Linked DNA regions of Mus musculus: all the other regions are linked to region 2. The links are chromatin contacts, called in public HiChIP or PLAC-seq and promoter capture Hi-C maps. All regions are on one chromosome and are shown on one strand. The core of a region is the stretch at or near the end of the contact, and the rest is flanking DNA. Distances in the headings are between cores, read along the strand shown.

Region 1 (2,700 bases), core at 132-2,631, 1.2 Mb after region 2:
AGGCCACCGACGACACACCAGCACAGCCATACCCTGGTGCAAAAGAAGAACGGGTAGACCAAAGGCCAAAGATCAGCCCTGGGACTGAGTAGGGCTGTAATATGGCCCTTCTGGAAGTGGGCAGGGGGCTGCCCTGGTTAGGACTTTGTTCCTCTCAAACCCACAGCTGTTTTCAGGAGAGATAACCATTGCCCATTTTACAGATGAAATGCGTGACTGAGGAAAAGGGATGGTCCTTCAAGATGTTGTAGGTGGGTATAGGCTGCATAGTATACACAGAAATGTCCTTACCTTTAATGGTGGGTCCCAACACGCCCAGCTCCCCCATCTCATACACAATGTCCCTGTGAAAAACTGCAGAGATGGGTGTCAGAATCAGACCCTGTCTCAGTCTCATGGAGTCCCTGACTCCAGGGACTGCAGCACATGCAAATCATGTATGGTTGTGAAACCCAGCATGCCCACCCTTCCACCAAGGCACCTTCATTTCGATTAGCCAGCAGAATTCGAGACATAAGCCGCTCCTGGCAGTAGTTACGGAAGGTGTCCCTGATCAGTTTCTCATCGGCAGTCAGCTGCTCCTCCAGTATGAGTGGGTCCTTCCAGTCAAACACGGGGCGAGAGGCTGGGTAGAGTATGGGGGTCGAGTCAGCCAGAACCCCTTATCCTCTTTCACATTTTTAAGCTGTACCCATTCCCCGCCCCCCATCTCGCTCCAGGTGAATTCTGGCTTCAAAACAGTCTGACAAGCGCAACCCCTCTCCAGCCAAGTAGAAACAAATACCCTCTACTTTAGACTTCTGACCCTGGGGATAACCCAGCCTCCCTTCCCAGAAGTCCTTGCATTCATGGACTAGCATGGGTCAGAGAAACAGCTGGACTGGGAATAGGTGGGTAGGTGATCTTACATTTGGCCGGTCGGATCTGTGTCTTCTCTGCAAACAAAGGACGAGAACGCCACACTGAGAAAGTGTCCTGTGTCTCCCTGCCCACCCATCCAGAGCCTTGCACTGACCGGTGTGGGCGGCCGCCGAGCTCCAGGTACGTGGAAAACGCGGGAAGCGCAGGCCGGACCTGCGGCTCAGCAACCGCGCGGAGACTCCTCTCAGGGACATGTAGCCGGTGAGCATTGCAGGAACCATAACCTGGAAGGGCTGAGCGTCAGCGGGGACCAGCCTTCTCCCACCCCATACCCTTCATACCTGGTGCTTGCGGGCTGTGCTCCGGGACCAGCACACTAGGCCTAATAGGGGTTGCTCATTGGTTCCTCCTTGGTTCCTCCCAGAACACCGCCTCCTCTGTGGCTCTGCCTTTTAAAAGAGCCAAGGCAGCTGCCTGGTTTTGCAAGCGGGTTCTTCCATGCCCAGGCAGGTCTCTCCTTTAAACAGCAGAACCAGGAAGGGGCGGAAACAAGTGTGCAAACCCGATTGGCCAACTGTATTTCTGCCCCGCCCATTCCTGGTTAGCTAGTTGCCCAGAGCCTGAGAAGCGGGATCCCAAGTTCAATAAGAACGCCTGGAGGCCAGACCTTGCGAAATCCGCAAATGGGGTGCCTGCAGAGAGAAAGGTGGTGAGCCCCATCCCAACTTGTTGCTTTGTGTGTACTTCGTGGAAGGATGTGATCTTCTGTGGCAAAGTAACTGCATTTCTGTGTACCTGTGTGGTTCTCCTACCTTCTGGGTGTTGTGCAGAATAATCTAGAATATGTTATAACTGGGTGTCTTGGATGTTACAGTTTCTATTGGAGTATGCACTGATTTGGAGAAAATTAAGACAAGAATAGAAAAGAAGGGGGGGCATAACTGTATAAACTCTCCTGAGAAATAGTAACTGGTTATCCTGACAAAGCAGCCATCTAACAATTGTCCTTCAAAAAGAGAAAGCTCTAACCATAGCTCCAATATCTGATTCTCAAAAGTGCTTGACTGACCAACCACACAGAGAGACTTCCCCTTATAGACTTACATCGACCCTTTTATGGTTTTTAGTTTAAGGCACCAATGAAGATTATTGGCTTAGCAATAATGTTATAACTATAAATGTTATAGAAACCCATCTGTGCAATTGCTCAGACCAACAGTAGGTTTCTCCTCTGGGCTTGTGAGTAATAAATTCTTCTGATCCTCTTCTCAGTTGTCAAAGTCTGAGGGCAGCAACTTGTCATTTGGACTTTCCTGTAACGCATTTTATGGGGTTGTATTTCTATCTTGTAACTGGCTATGTAGCTGGGTAGTGGTGGCACACGCCTTTAATCCCAGTACTTGGGAGGTAGGGGCAGGTGGATTTCTGAGCTTGAGGCCAGCCTGGTGTACAGACTGAGTTCCAGGACAGCCAGAGCTATACAGAGAAACCCTGTCTCAAAAAAAATAAATAAATAAAATAAAATAACTGGCTATGTCTCCTCTTGTAGCTGTGTGTGGGTGAAAGCTACTATGATAGTCATCTTTACAAGTGTATCTTGTGGTGTGTGTGTGTGTGTGTGTGAAGTGCTAGGAAGCAAACCTAGCATTCTACTCAAGCTCAACAAATACTGCATCACTGAACTAAACTATATTCCTCCAGTTGTTTTCTTTTCTTTTCTTTTCTTCTTCTTCTTCTTCTTCTTTTTTTTTTTTTTTTTTTTTTTTTTTTTTTTTTTTTGGTTTTTCGAGACAGGGTTTCTCTGTGTAGCTCTGGCTGTCCTGGAACTCACTTTGTAGA
Region 2 (2,700 bases), core at 126-2,625:
CAGCAAGTCCAAGCGGGAATGAACATAAGGGAGAAGACGGGACGGGGACCAAGATGTAGGTCCAGCCTCATTCTGGGAATCACAGCCTCCATGTGCGTCCTACTCGGGACACACCAAGCACATGCATGTACTGGGACAGCCCTGCACAGCCCTCAGTGGGCTTGAAGGGGAGCCGGCACCGGTGCATCAGCCTGGAGGTCTGACCTTGTGAGATCGGCAGCACCAGATACGCCCAGCTCCTCGGCAAGGCCGGCAGGCCATCAGCAGGACTGGGGAAGACGGGTACAGAAGGGTACAGGGGAGACATGGGGGCAGGTGTAGAAGGAGATGAGAACCAGTTACACAGGACAATGGACTGCATGGTGACGAATTAATGGAGCCACAAAGATACAAAGATCTCAGATTTTGGGCCACTGAATTAGAGTGGGGAGTCAGTCACCCCGACCCTGACCCTGCTTCAGTAACGCCCAACAGGTCACACAGGGAAGGCCATGTGGCTGGCAGATGCCAGTCACAGGTGTCTGTTGCGAGGGAGTAGAGACCCAGCCCTGTCACCTTCCAGACATAAAATCCTTCCTGTCTGTGTGACAGGACACGCCCCACCTGGGTTACAGCTCCATCTGTCAGCCTGAAGGGTGGTTATGGGGAACAAGGCGGAAGGAGGAACCCGGCCTCAGGCCTAGTGAAGTGACTTAGACACTTCCTCCAACAGGTGCCCATCTGGGTGGCGTCAAGACCATCGTAAAGACGTCTGCAGGCGGGGGTGGCCCGGGCTTTGTTGTGCGGGGGAGGGGATCGGGCCGGGCACTCCTCCGGTCCGGGGCAGGGTGCCAGGCACCTGCTCCAGGTGAAGCGGCACCTGACAGAAACCGAACGCTGCAGGACCCAGAGTAGGATGTGGGGACGACAGGCACCGGGATCCGCAGCTAGCCTCGGACACCGAAGTGGGGACCCCGCTACACACGCTGACTCTCGGGGAGGGCCAAAGGAGGGGATGCTGGGGTAGAATCCCGAACAGCACCCCTTCCTCCGACCCGGTCGGCGCCTCCACCTGCTACAAGGGCCCGCGCGGGCTCCCGATGGGGACCTCGTCCGGGACTCTACCCGTGCCTGGGGTCCTCCGCGCCTTCTGGCCGCCCCGCGGGTGCGGACAAGTCGCCTACCTGTACGGCGTCGCCGGCCATGTCCTCCGGCCGCCCGCCAGGGGTCCCAGCGCCAAGGAAGGGCTTGCGAGCGCGCGGGCGGGTGCGGCGGGAGGCGCGGCGCCCAGACCCTCCCAGGCGCGCGGCGCGCTCCGGCCTGCTGCGCTCGGCCCGGCCTGGCCAGGCCTCCGCCGAGCTGCGCCCTCCGGCCCCAGCGGCTGCAGGGTGGGTCACGTGAGCGCCGAGGTCCGCGCCTGGGGAGGAGGCGGGGCGGGGGCGGGGCTCCCGGCGGCCCCCGGGGCTTGCAGCGGGGAAATAGGGTCCCTGTTGGCTGTGGGGTGCGGCAAGCGCTCCTTGTAGCGTAGGGGACTCTGAGCGGGCCTAAGCGACCGCGAGCCTCAGAGGCCTTGTCCCCCGCCTCCAACCCCTTTGAATGCAATGGTCACCGTCCACCACCACCCTCGACACACACGGCCCAGCTGCACAGAGGCATCCTCCCTCCCGTTTCCCGGGAGGCAAACACAGGGAGAGCCTGACTTCAAATCCCAGTGTCCTGGGCCTTGGGGGAACACAATACCCCTCAGGACTAGGATGTCTGTAAAACTTGAGGAAGAGTAGGGCAAGTGTATAGATCCCAAGTGCACAATAAATGCCAGCAGTTGTCACTTTTAGCTCATTTTTTTAAAGACTTTATTTTGATTCATGTGTGTTAGGAATAAGTTTCGGGGTGGCAAAGAAAGAGACCATCCTTCAAAATGAAATGTCCGAACAAGGCAAACTTTACTCTTCATCAAGACAGTGCGCTGCGGAAAAGCAAAGAGAAGACAGGAAGTGCATATGGTTTCTATTCTAACTCAGGTGACCTCGCAGTCTTATTCAATTGGCTAGTCTGAGAAAATTGGCGCAGAGGAAATTGAAGGGGAAAGGGGTCACTGCTCCAAGCGATCAATTTCCTAGAATGGAGCGGGGGGGGGGGGGGCGCTTTGTATAAACAAAAGTTTTACTGGGTGAGGAGGATTAAAACATCTCCTTAAAAGTCCTATAAGGTAGGAGAGATAATGATTTTAATTACTGTCCAAAAGACTAATCTTATACTATTTGCTAGAAAAGACTCATATTTAATTTCTTGCATGTGTATATATGTGTTTCTTTGTGTGAGTTATGCACATGTGTGTGGGTGCCTCTGGAGGTCAGAAGAAGACATGGGATGCCCTAAAAGGAAGTTATAAACTGTTTGTGGACTGCACCACCTGGGTGCTGGGTCCAGACTTGAGTTTTCTACAAGAGTAGTATTGCTTCTATCTCTTCAACTCCTATTTTAATCTTTATACCATTTATTGAGTGTGTTCACGTGCATGTACCACACATGCCAAGCCAAATGTGTGGTGGCCAGTGAGTGACTTACAGGATGGCTTTTCTTCTGCACCCTATCATTTGGGGGGGGCACCCAAACTCATCTTCCTAAGCCCTGAACAGGCCCAATACTCCATCACTGAACTCTCAAGACTACAGTAGAGGCTTCCTTCCTTGTCCCCCAGCCGCCTCCTCCTTACAGTCT
Region 3 (2,700 bases), core at 157-2,656, 1.1 Mb after region 2:
TCCTATTCAATCTATCGAGCTGACAGCAGTCTATTACATGCCAGACACGGGAACTGTTCACCGTGTGTGTATATGTGTGTGTGTGTAATGGTAGTGGTGGTTTGGGGACAGACCCCTAGCTCAGGCCTTGTATATTCAAAAGCTCCATCCCCAACCTGTTTTACAACTTGTTTTACAGAGGCCTGTGGAACAGAACAAACACAAGTCAGTGTTCTCATGAAGAAGACACTGATGTGAGAAGAAAAGCAAACTTGTATTTCCAATGGGATGTGGTTAGGAGGGGAAACAGTAATAAGAAAATGAAACGGTGTATCCATCGCTGGCCTCAAACAGTAACTTTTCTGTACTTACTGAGGTCATCTTTCTTCCCTCCATTTTTGGAACAGGATTTTATTCTGTACTCAACTCCAGGCTTGCCTAAAACATCATAGCCCAGGCTGGCCTAGAACTCCAGGTAATCTCTGCTCAGAGATTATGAACATGACTACCAAGCTTAGACTTCACTGAGGGTACACCAATGGCTTCAACCTATGTTTTGAGAAGGTTTAGGGGAGGTGGCCCAAGACAGCAATATCAGTTACTTGGAGGTTAAGTAAAGAAGGTTCACATGAGCCCAGAAGAACAAGACTAGACTCCACTCTCAAAAAGCAAAACCAAACAAAAGTTCATACAGCATGTTTAGGCTGCTGTTATGTGAAATGGAGAAAAAAAAAAATCTTGTCACTGTCATTATTGGCTGTGACCGTGGCAAAGTTCCTTAACTCCGTGGTTGTCAAAAGGGGAAAGTCAGGAGTCCCCAAACGACAACACTGTTTTGCAGACTCAGCAAGATGACACTAATACTCTGGTAAAGAATAAACTGGTAAAGAATAAACGGCCAACAAAGACGGACCACCAAAACTATTAAGATTAAGACCATTTATTATTATCATCATTGTAGTCACCAGTCGGCACCTCGTTGGCACTGAGGGCAAACTGTGCCACCTGAGCAGCTTGCAGGCTGGGAACGCGGAGCCCGCAGCTGACACGGGAGCCAGACCTGGGAACTCCCAGGGACTGGCCCGGGAACAGCGCCCGAGCCGCCGGGGCAGGGCAGGGCCGATCGGGGGGATCCGAGGAGGTCGGGCTGCTGGGGGAGGGCAGGGCCTGGCCACGGCGTCCTCTCCGCCCCTCCCGTTGGATCCCGGCATCCCTGCCCCCACCCACCCCGGCACCCGGTCGCTCCCGCCCCCGGGCTCCGGCCCGCACCGTCTCGTCAGGTTCCATGCGGATCTTGAAGGTCTGCTGCTGCAACGTTTTAAGGGTGATGGTGACGGCCATGGCGGGGCCGGAGCAATGCGGCAGCCCCGGGATCCTCGTACTACATGCAACTCACGCCGCCGCCATCTTAGCGCCCAGCCGCGCCGCGCCAAGCACTTCCGGGGCAAGTGTGCAGCGCCCGCCGATCGTCAGCGCCGGTGACACCCTCCTCGACCTCTAGAGCATGCGCGGCTGCACCTTACCTTAGACATGCGCAATCTTAGCTTTGTGAGCTTTTGCTGTGTGCACCAGCATTCCGCTGTCTTGGTGACATCATTTCTGCTAACAGTGATGTCATTATACCCACAAAATGGCTCCTAAGGACTTTTAAAGTTTTTAAGGTGTTTGTTGTAGATTTCTGCTCCTAAGTTATTTTTCATACATTCTGCCTATTTCAAGTGACCCAATTTGGATCTGGTCAAAATAAAAGGAATCTTAGCAGAGGACTGCCTAGAAGTTACCATCAATCAATGTAGAGGAGGGCAACTATGTGACCCCATTTTCAAGGACCATCTTAATTTTTGGAATAAATTTACACTTCTAGTTCATGAGTTCCCCACATCTTTGTAATCCTGCAATGACCTACCTATTCATCCAAACATTTTCAAGGTTCTTTTATATTAAATATGTAATTCTCCCCTCCATAAATTTTCCTTACTTACACCAACTCTTAAGGTACCTACATTTTTCGTGGGGGGAAGGGGTAGTATTCATGAAGCTTTAGACCACCCTCACATACCAAAAAGTAATGAAAATGTCAGACTCAGGATAGGGCAGTTCATCAGGGTGATTTAAGGGACTCTCAAACAGAACTAACATCACCATCCTCTTAGATGCTTGCTTTGCCCAGTGTTTCTATCCACACCAATGATCAGGCAATTAACCAAGGCCTGCCTCCCTCCCTTCACTTGAGTCTAGACTCCAGAATTGAAAGCTAGATCACAACTTTCTTGTGAAGAACACAGGCTTCCTCCTGCCCATTCTTCAACCTACTACACTAGAGTATAAAAGGCAGCCTTGAGACTCAACAATGAGTCTCTTCTTTTCCTTGTGGTGGGGATGGAACCCAGGCCATGCTAGCTAAGTGTCCAACTGAACTACATAACCCAATCCTGGAATCTATCTTTATCAGCTCAGTCCTAGAACCATGGGCCCTTGGGGAAAGTAGATCACTGTCCCTGAGCTCAGTCAGTCCCTTTGACTATTATCTACCAGCATGCACCCCACTACTGTGAACTTTGCTCAGCTTTCCTAGGTGTCAGTCCAACAGATCCATCCCACTTTTAACCAAGATGGCTAATATTTGAATTCACTAAATTCTAGTCAGTCTGTCAATGAGGTCTGTGCTAGAATCAAAACTTACACGTCTATGAGTTTAGGATCAAGACCTGATGGCTACTC
Region 4 (2,700 bases), core at 163-2,662, 1.3 Mb after region 2:
GCTGGCCTCGAACTCAGAAATCCTCCTGCCTCTGCCTCCCAAGTGCTGGGATTAAAGGCGTGCGCCACCACACCCAGCTTTGGAGGTTAGATTTGAGTCTTAGAGGGGTAGGAATGGGGGTCTCCAAGAAGCATGGATGGAAAACAGATTTCTCCCTTACGTAGGAATAAGATTCTCAGGGGGCCCAACCTCACCAAGTACGAAAGAGACGGGGATGAGGCTGGCGTACTGGTCGCAGTATATGACAAGCTTCTCGAAGTAGCGCTTCTGCTCTTCTGCCAGTAAGAAGCTGTGGGGTAGGGAATGCAGTAGCTACAGGTCTCCCCTCCACTCCCAGTCCCTTCCGCAGGGCTCAGATCCCCAGCCCCAACTCCAGGTCTTCTCACCGATAGGCGGCGCTTAGTGCCATGTAGAGTCCCAGGAAACATAACAGCTCTCGCCACAGGAGCTTGTAGATGCTTCCGCGCCACAGCAGCAGCAGCTGCGAGAAGCCACCGAAGCGGGCATTCGCCACTCTGGCTGTGTAGGTGACGGTCATCGCTGCGCCTGGCCAGTGTGGCCAATGGAGAAGGTTTTAGCCTGGGTCCGGGCCTGTGAGCCAAGGGAAGATGCTGGGAGGGGCTGATCCTGGGGCTTTCAGTTGAAGGTGGAGGTGCGGGCGACAGCGCAGCAGGTGATGATATCCAATGTCTCAGCACCCTAGCACCTCGTTGCCCTAGGGCGGTCCTCACTCCCGTCCTGGTACCACCCTACCCCAACCCCCAAACGCCCCCCCCCTTTTCCCGGGTCCTGGCCCTTTCTCGAGTTCCCATCTCCCAGTCTTGCTCTGCCTTCCTTCTCTAGACTGATGGTCCAAGCCCCTTGGACTTTATCTTAGGTCCCTCACTCCTAAACCTTTGGATGAATCTAGTCACTTTTTGACCTTCCTCCCACACACCCTCCTATCCCTTTCACCTGTACAACACTCAATCTTTTTGACTTCCTGAGTCTTCAGTTTCTAATCCTCAGGGTTCAATATCCCCCCTCTTGTTGCCCACTCTCCCAAGTTTGGCTTTCTCTCTGTCCTCTCTTGAGACTACAGTCTGCCCCGGCAGAACTACTATCCCCCTCATATTCAGAACTGCTCTGAATGGCGTCTCTAAAGCTCCGGCTCCCCAGTCTGTCCAGCAGCCTCCCTTCCTCTGACAAGGAACCAGCTTACCCCAATGCCCATTTAATCCCCCAGCTCCGACACCTCCAGGCCTTCTTCAGATTCTCCTTTACCTTTCTTCCTTTTGTGCTGCCCCTCCTAGCCTTCCACTCTGCCCCTCTCTCTCCAGGAGTCCTGCCCAAAGCCTGCCAGTCCAGGGCCATTTATTCTCCCAGACCTGGCCCTTCTCACCTGTGGCCGTACAGGGACACAAGGGACAGAGACTAAAAGGGAGGGTGTCTTCAGTATTGGGTGGGGCTGAAGCCAGACTGTTTGGGAAGGAGCTGGGGAGTGGGCGTGGGCAGCCCCTCCCAAGTCCATCCCCTTTAGTTGAGTTACAGCCTCAGAACTTTGTTTGGAGAAGGTCTGCCAGTTTGTCTCCTGGGCAGGGGGGTGGGGTTGGGTGGGGTAGTGGTAGTGTGTGTGTGTGTGTGTGTGTGTGTGTGTGTGTGTGTGTGTGTGTGTGTGTGGTCTGCCTTGTACTTTTTTGCTCCTCTTTGTATCCCTCCCTCCTAGGGAGAAGGTCCAAGGTATCTGGAACCTAGAGCTGAAAAAGCGGGAAGGAGAAGGTCTCTCTCTCTCTCTCACACACACACACACACACACACACCCCACATCCACAGCCCAGCAAGACTGGGTCACCCTTCAGTTTCCTGTGGTCTCAAGCTGTCACAAAGATGCACATCACATTGTAGACCCAGACACACATTTTGCTTCCCTTACCACAGTGGCAATCTACACTGTCACAGAGACTTTCAAGGTCAGCCAGGAATGCTGGCAGCTAAAGGCAGGAGGACTGTCATGAGTTCCATGCTACCCTGGGTTACAGAATGAGACGGAGTCCCACAAACCCAACAGATGGAGAGGTGGCTCAGTGGTTGAGTGTATATTGCTTCTGTAGAATTTGTCCCCCACACCCAGTCTGGTAGCTCACAACCACCTTTACCTCCAGCTGCAGGGGACCCAAGGGCACCTGTACCCAAGTGCACATATCCCAACCCAGGCAGAGACACATATAGACAGAAATGAAAAAGTACATGTGGTGACTAAGAACTCAAACTGCCTGTACTTTCAGAATTTGGTACCTATACCCCTACTGTTGCTTACAAGTGTCTAAAACCCCAGTTCTAGACTTTTTTTTTTTTTTTTTTTTGAGACAGGGTTTCTCTGTGTAGTAGTCCTGGCTATCCAGGAACTCACTCTGTAGACCAGGCTGGTCATGAACTCAGAGATCTACCTGTCTTTGCCTCTCAAGTGCATCAACACCACCCAGCTTGAAATAAATATTTTTTAAAAAACCCAATAGAGAAAAGAAGTCAAAGACACCTCCAAACTCACACGAGAAATAAATGTGGGAGCACCTCTCTCAAAATAGTGGGATAGTCCTAGGGTCAGAGGAGGAACTTGGGGGTTCCTGACATTTGCTAACGTAGTGAAGGCATATTTGCAAGGACTATAGGTGTAGCTTAACAGCAAAAGACTTGTCAAGCATTTGTAAAGCCCTAGACAAC
Region 5 (2,700 bases), core at 151-2,650, 1.3 Mb after region 2:
TGTTAAGTTAAATGATATAATTGACATAATAAATGCACTTAAACCCCCTGGTGCTGAGCTAACTTGTAGCAACAAAGTAATTTTTATGCTCAGGAGAAGCGATATATATATATTTTTTAAGGTAGTGCTAAAGAGCCACTGACCTACAGTTTTACAAGACCCTTTCCTTTCCTTTCCTTTCCTTTCCTTTCCTTTCCTTTCCTTTCCTTTCCTTTCCTTTCTTTCCTTCCTTCCTTAAAAACAAAACAAAACAACAGAGCCTCATGTACCCCAAGCTGGCCTCCAAGTCCTTGGGTAGCCAAAGATGTCTTTGAATTTCAGGTCCCTACTCCTCCCAAATGCTAGGATTGTAGGTGTGTACGGGTACAGTGGATTATGCAGCGCTGGGGAAGGATCAAAACTTCGGACATGCTGGGCCAGTGCTCCACCAACTGAGTACCAAATGCAATCCCAACCCTTCATCAGAATTCTTCACTGATACTTCCTCATGTAGATGAACTCACAAAGGCTGGTGCCCCACACCCTTCCTCAGCAGATCTTTGCCAAATGGCATCCCCTTTCCCTATTCTTCCCTTAGGCCTTTTGCTGTTCCCTTTTCACTGTCTCACAGTCCCTGTGACTTTAACTGTGCTAGTCATTCCAGCTGTGTTGGTTCTTACCACCTCAAGCTGACTGGCCAGTTTCTTTCTCTGCCTCCACCCTTCTAGCACTATGTTAATAGGTTGTTTATTAGACAGGCAGTGTTTAATATAATTATCAGATGACCAAGGAAGCTGCGGGGCAAGAAGTTGAGAACAAAAGGTAGTACGGTTGGGGCATGGCTGTAAATTTTCAATAAAGTGAAACGGAACAAAATAAAACAAAACAATAACTCACAGACGAGAAATCACACTCAGAGAAAAAGTGCCCAGTTCCTTGAGACCCAGCCTGCACTGAGCTGGGCAGGGATCTGAAGTCAGCCAGAGAGGGTCTGTTTGTAGGGCCTTGGCCAAGTGAGGCCTTCGGGGGTTGGGGTGGGGAGGACACCTTTTCATAGCGTAACTCCCGTCCACCTGCTAGTTTACCCTTTTGTCGCTGCAGCGTCAGCAGCTCCCAGGTATCACCTTCACCGTGCGGGCCAAAGTATTGGTAGTCTGGGTCGATCTGAGTAGGGGACACCAGACCTAGGAGCACTAGGGGAGTCAGCAACGGAGCCAAGTGGCTCCGGGCCATGCCCGGATTCCAACCGACCCCAACGCGCCCCGTGGCCGAGGCTCGCGAGGAGCCCACAGCACAGACAATCTTGGCGTCCGAAAGGGCACACCCCACCCAACCCTTGTGAAAGCGTGTGGACCGGGCCACGCGGCGCCTTCCCCTCACCCCCCCGGCAGCCGCAATGGATCCGACCGCGGCGCTGTCCCGCCCACCTCCCCGCGCACTGCCTGGTGTGGTTTGGGCCACGCATAAAAGGTTCTCCGGCCTAGGGCTCTCTCGGTTTTGAGATCTCTTTCCTGTCTCTACCCGTGTCTGGACGTCCGTGTGTCCGGCTCTTGCTCACGCAGGTATGAAAACCCAGAATGCACACGAATGGGAGGAGCCCCACTAGTGTGGTGCAGGCCTCATCACGACCTCTATGCTTGGAGGTCTTTGTTTTCCATGTTCAATGGTGGCCGCTTTGTCCTTGCCCGGGAAACCAAGGCCCGAGCCCTGGCTTGCAGGCTGGATCACCGAGCTCGGCAGTCCATCGCTCTTAGCTTAGCCGTCCTATTCTGGAACTAGGAGCTCACTTCCCCCTCCACCCGCACTCGGTCTGACTCCATAATTTGGGTAGCAGCGGTGACCCATCATTCGTTCCCTGTTTAGGGGGGCGGGTATTCAGAGGCCTTGCAGACTTTATACTGGGAGGGTGAATATGAGCGCTCCTTCCACCTCTCTCGGTTTTACTATCTAGACTTAGCACCAAAAGTGACCTTGGAAAGGCAAGACAAAGGATCTTCTAAGGCTCTAAAGACCAAGCTTGTGTGGGTCTCTGATTTCAGTCATGGCCTCCGGCAACGCGCAAATCGGAAAGTCGGCTCCTGACTTCACGGCCACAGCGGTGGTGGATGGTGCCTTCAAGGAAATCAAGCTTTCGGACTACAGAGGTGAGGCTGAGCGGAGTGGGAGCAGGTGGGGTCAGGGTCTACATGTGAAAGAAGTTAGCACTGACTTCCCTTCCGTTCTCCTCTTCCCTAGGGAAGTACGTGGTCCTCTTTTTCTACCCACTGGACTTCACTTTTGTTTGCCCCACGGAGATCATCGCTTTTAGCGACCATGCTGAGGACTTCCGAAAGCTAGGCTGCGAGGTGCTGGGAGTGTCTGTGGACTCTCAGTTCACCCACCTGGCGTGGTAAGGGGCTGCAGGAGGAGGGTTGCAGGGGTCTTGAGGTAGGTGGTGAAGTGGGAGGTGCAGAGAGGATGAAGGACCGCCCAAATTATAGGGACAAACTGTGTCTTCCCGTTTTTCATCTTATAAAGAATGGAAACAATGACACCCAAGCCCACACGAAGATGATAGTAATTAGCATTTGGCACCTTGTTGGAAGGTACCTGCCAAAGGAGTCTCAGTTCTCTGGAGACAGGCTGCCTTGCTGTATTTTGCTATTCTCAATAATGATGGGTTGTGCTCCATACCAGAGCTAGATGGTGATGGGAAGAATCCCCCTGTGTGCGCGCACACAC

The links. Promoter capture Hi-C pulls out the DNA fragments that hold promoters and counts their contacts. HiChIP or PLAC-seq counts read pairs in DNA pulled down with a chosen protein or histone mark. Capture Hi-C pulls out chosen DNA fragments and counts their contacts.
Region 1: a contact with region 2 is called in a promoter capture Hi-C map of liver, with 2.4 times the contacts expected there. The contact joins the promoter of Gcdh here to the promoter of Pkn1 in region 2. A contact is called at or near these places in 1 of 39 promoter capture datasets (pre-B cells) and 1 of 9 other capture datasets (liver).
Region 3: a promoter capture Hi-C map of pre-B cells shows a contact between it and region 2, with 3 times the contacts expected there. The contact joins the promoter of Rad23a here to the promoter of Pkn1 in region 2. A contact is called at or near these places in 6 of 39 promoter capture datasets (hematopoietic stem and progenitor cells, hippocampal neurons, liver and 2 more), 1 of 484 Hi-C or Micro-C datasets (B cells), 4 of 115 datasets of contacts at active chromatin or transcription factors (bone marrow-derived dendritic cells, large pre-B cells, microglia and 1 more) and 3 of 9 other capture datasets (adipose tissue, liver and macrophages).
Region 4: a promoter capture Hi-C map of neutrophils shows a contact between it and region 2, with 4 times the contacts expected there. The contact joins the promoter of Best2 here to the promoter of Pkn1 in region 2. A contact is called at or near these places in 3 of 39 promoter capture datasets (the C10 cell line, neutrophils and pre-B cells) and 1 of 9 other capture datasets (liver).
Region 5: an H3K27ac HiChIP or PLAC-seq map of thymic regulatory T cells shows a contact between it and region 2, with 9 times the contacts expected there. The contact joins the promoter of Prdx2 here to the promoter of Pkn1 in region 2. A contact is called at or near these places in 2 of 484 Hi-C or Micro-C datasets (B cells and myocytes), 6 of 115 datasets of contacts at active chromatin or transcription factors (bone marrow-derived dendritic cells, bone marrow-derived macrophages, double positive thymocytes and 3 more) and 1 of 9 other capture datasets (liver).

What each region holds. Positions count from the first base shown.
Region 1 is chr8:84,892,540-84,895,239 of GRCm38.p6, forward strand. It overlaps Gcdh (glutaryl-Coenzyme A dehydrogenase), which reads right to left and starts at 1,382. Exons shown (of 12, transcript NM_001044744.1): 1 at 1,203-1,382; 2 at 1,016-1,145; 3 at 909-935; 4 at 482-625; 5 at 292-354; 6 at 1-33. The coding sequence starts at 1,142. It overlaps Gm39213 (predicted gene, 39213), which reads left to right and starts at 1,469. Exons shown (of 3, transcript NR_168730.1): 1 at 1,469-1,567.
Region 2 is chr8:83,697,804-83,700,503 of GRCm38.p6, forward strand. It overlaps Pkn1 (protein kinase N1), which reads right to left and starts at 1,376. Exons shown (of 22, transcript NM_177262.4): 1 at 1,164-1,376. The coding sequence starts at 1,184.
Region 3 is chr8:84,839,246-84,841,945 of GRCm38.p6, forward strand. It overlaps Rad23a (RAD23 homolog A, nucleotide excision repair protein), which reads right to left and starts at 1,407. Exons shown (of 9, transcript NM_001297606.2): 1 at 1,249-1,407. The coding sequence starts at 1,320.
Region 4 is chr8:85,012,996-85,015,695 of GRCm38.p6, forward strand. Best2 (bestrophin 2) reads right to left here and starts at 1,413. Exons shown (of 10, transcript NM_001130194.1): 1 at 1,382-1,413; 2 at 387-591; 3 at 195-289. The coding sequence starts at 538.
Region 5 is chr8:84,968,222-84,970,921 of GRCm38.p6, forward strand. Prdx2 (peroxiredoxin 2) reads left to right here and starts at 1,401. Exons shown (of 6, transcript NM_011563.6): 1 at 1,401-1,541; 2 at 2,019-2,123; 3 at 2,215-2,368. The coding sequence starts at 2,021. It also overlaps a transcript of Rnaseh2a not described here.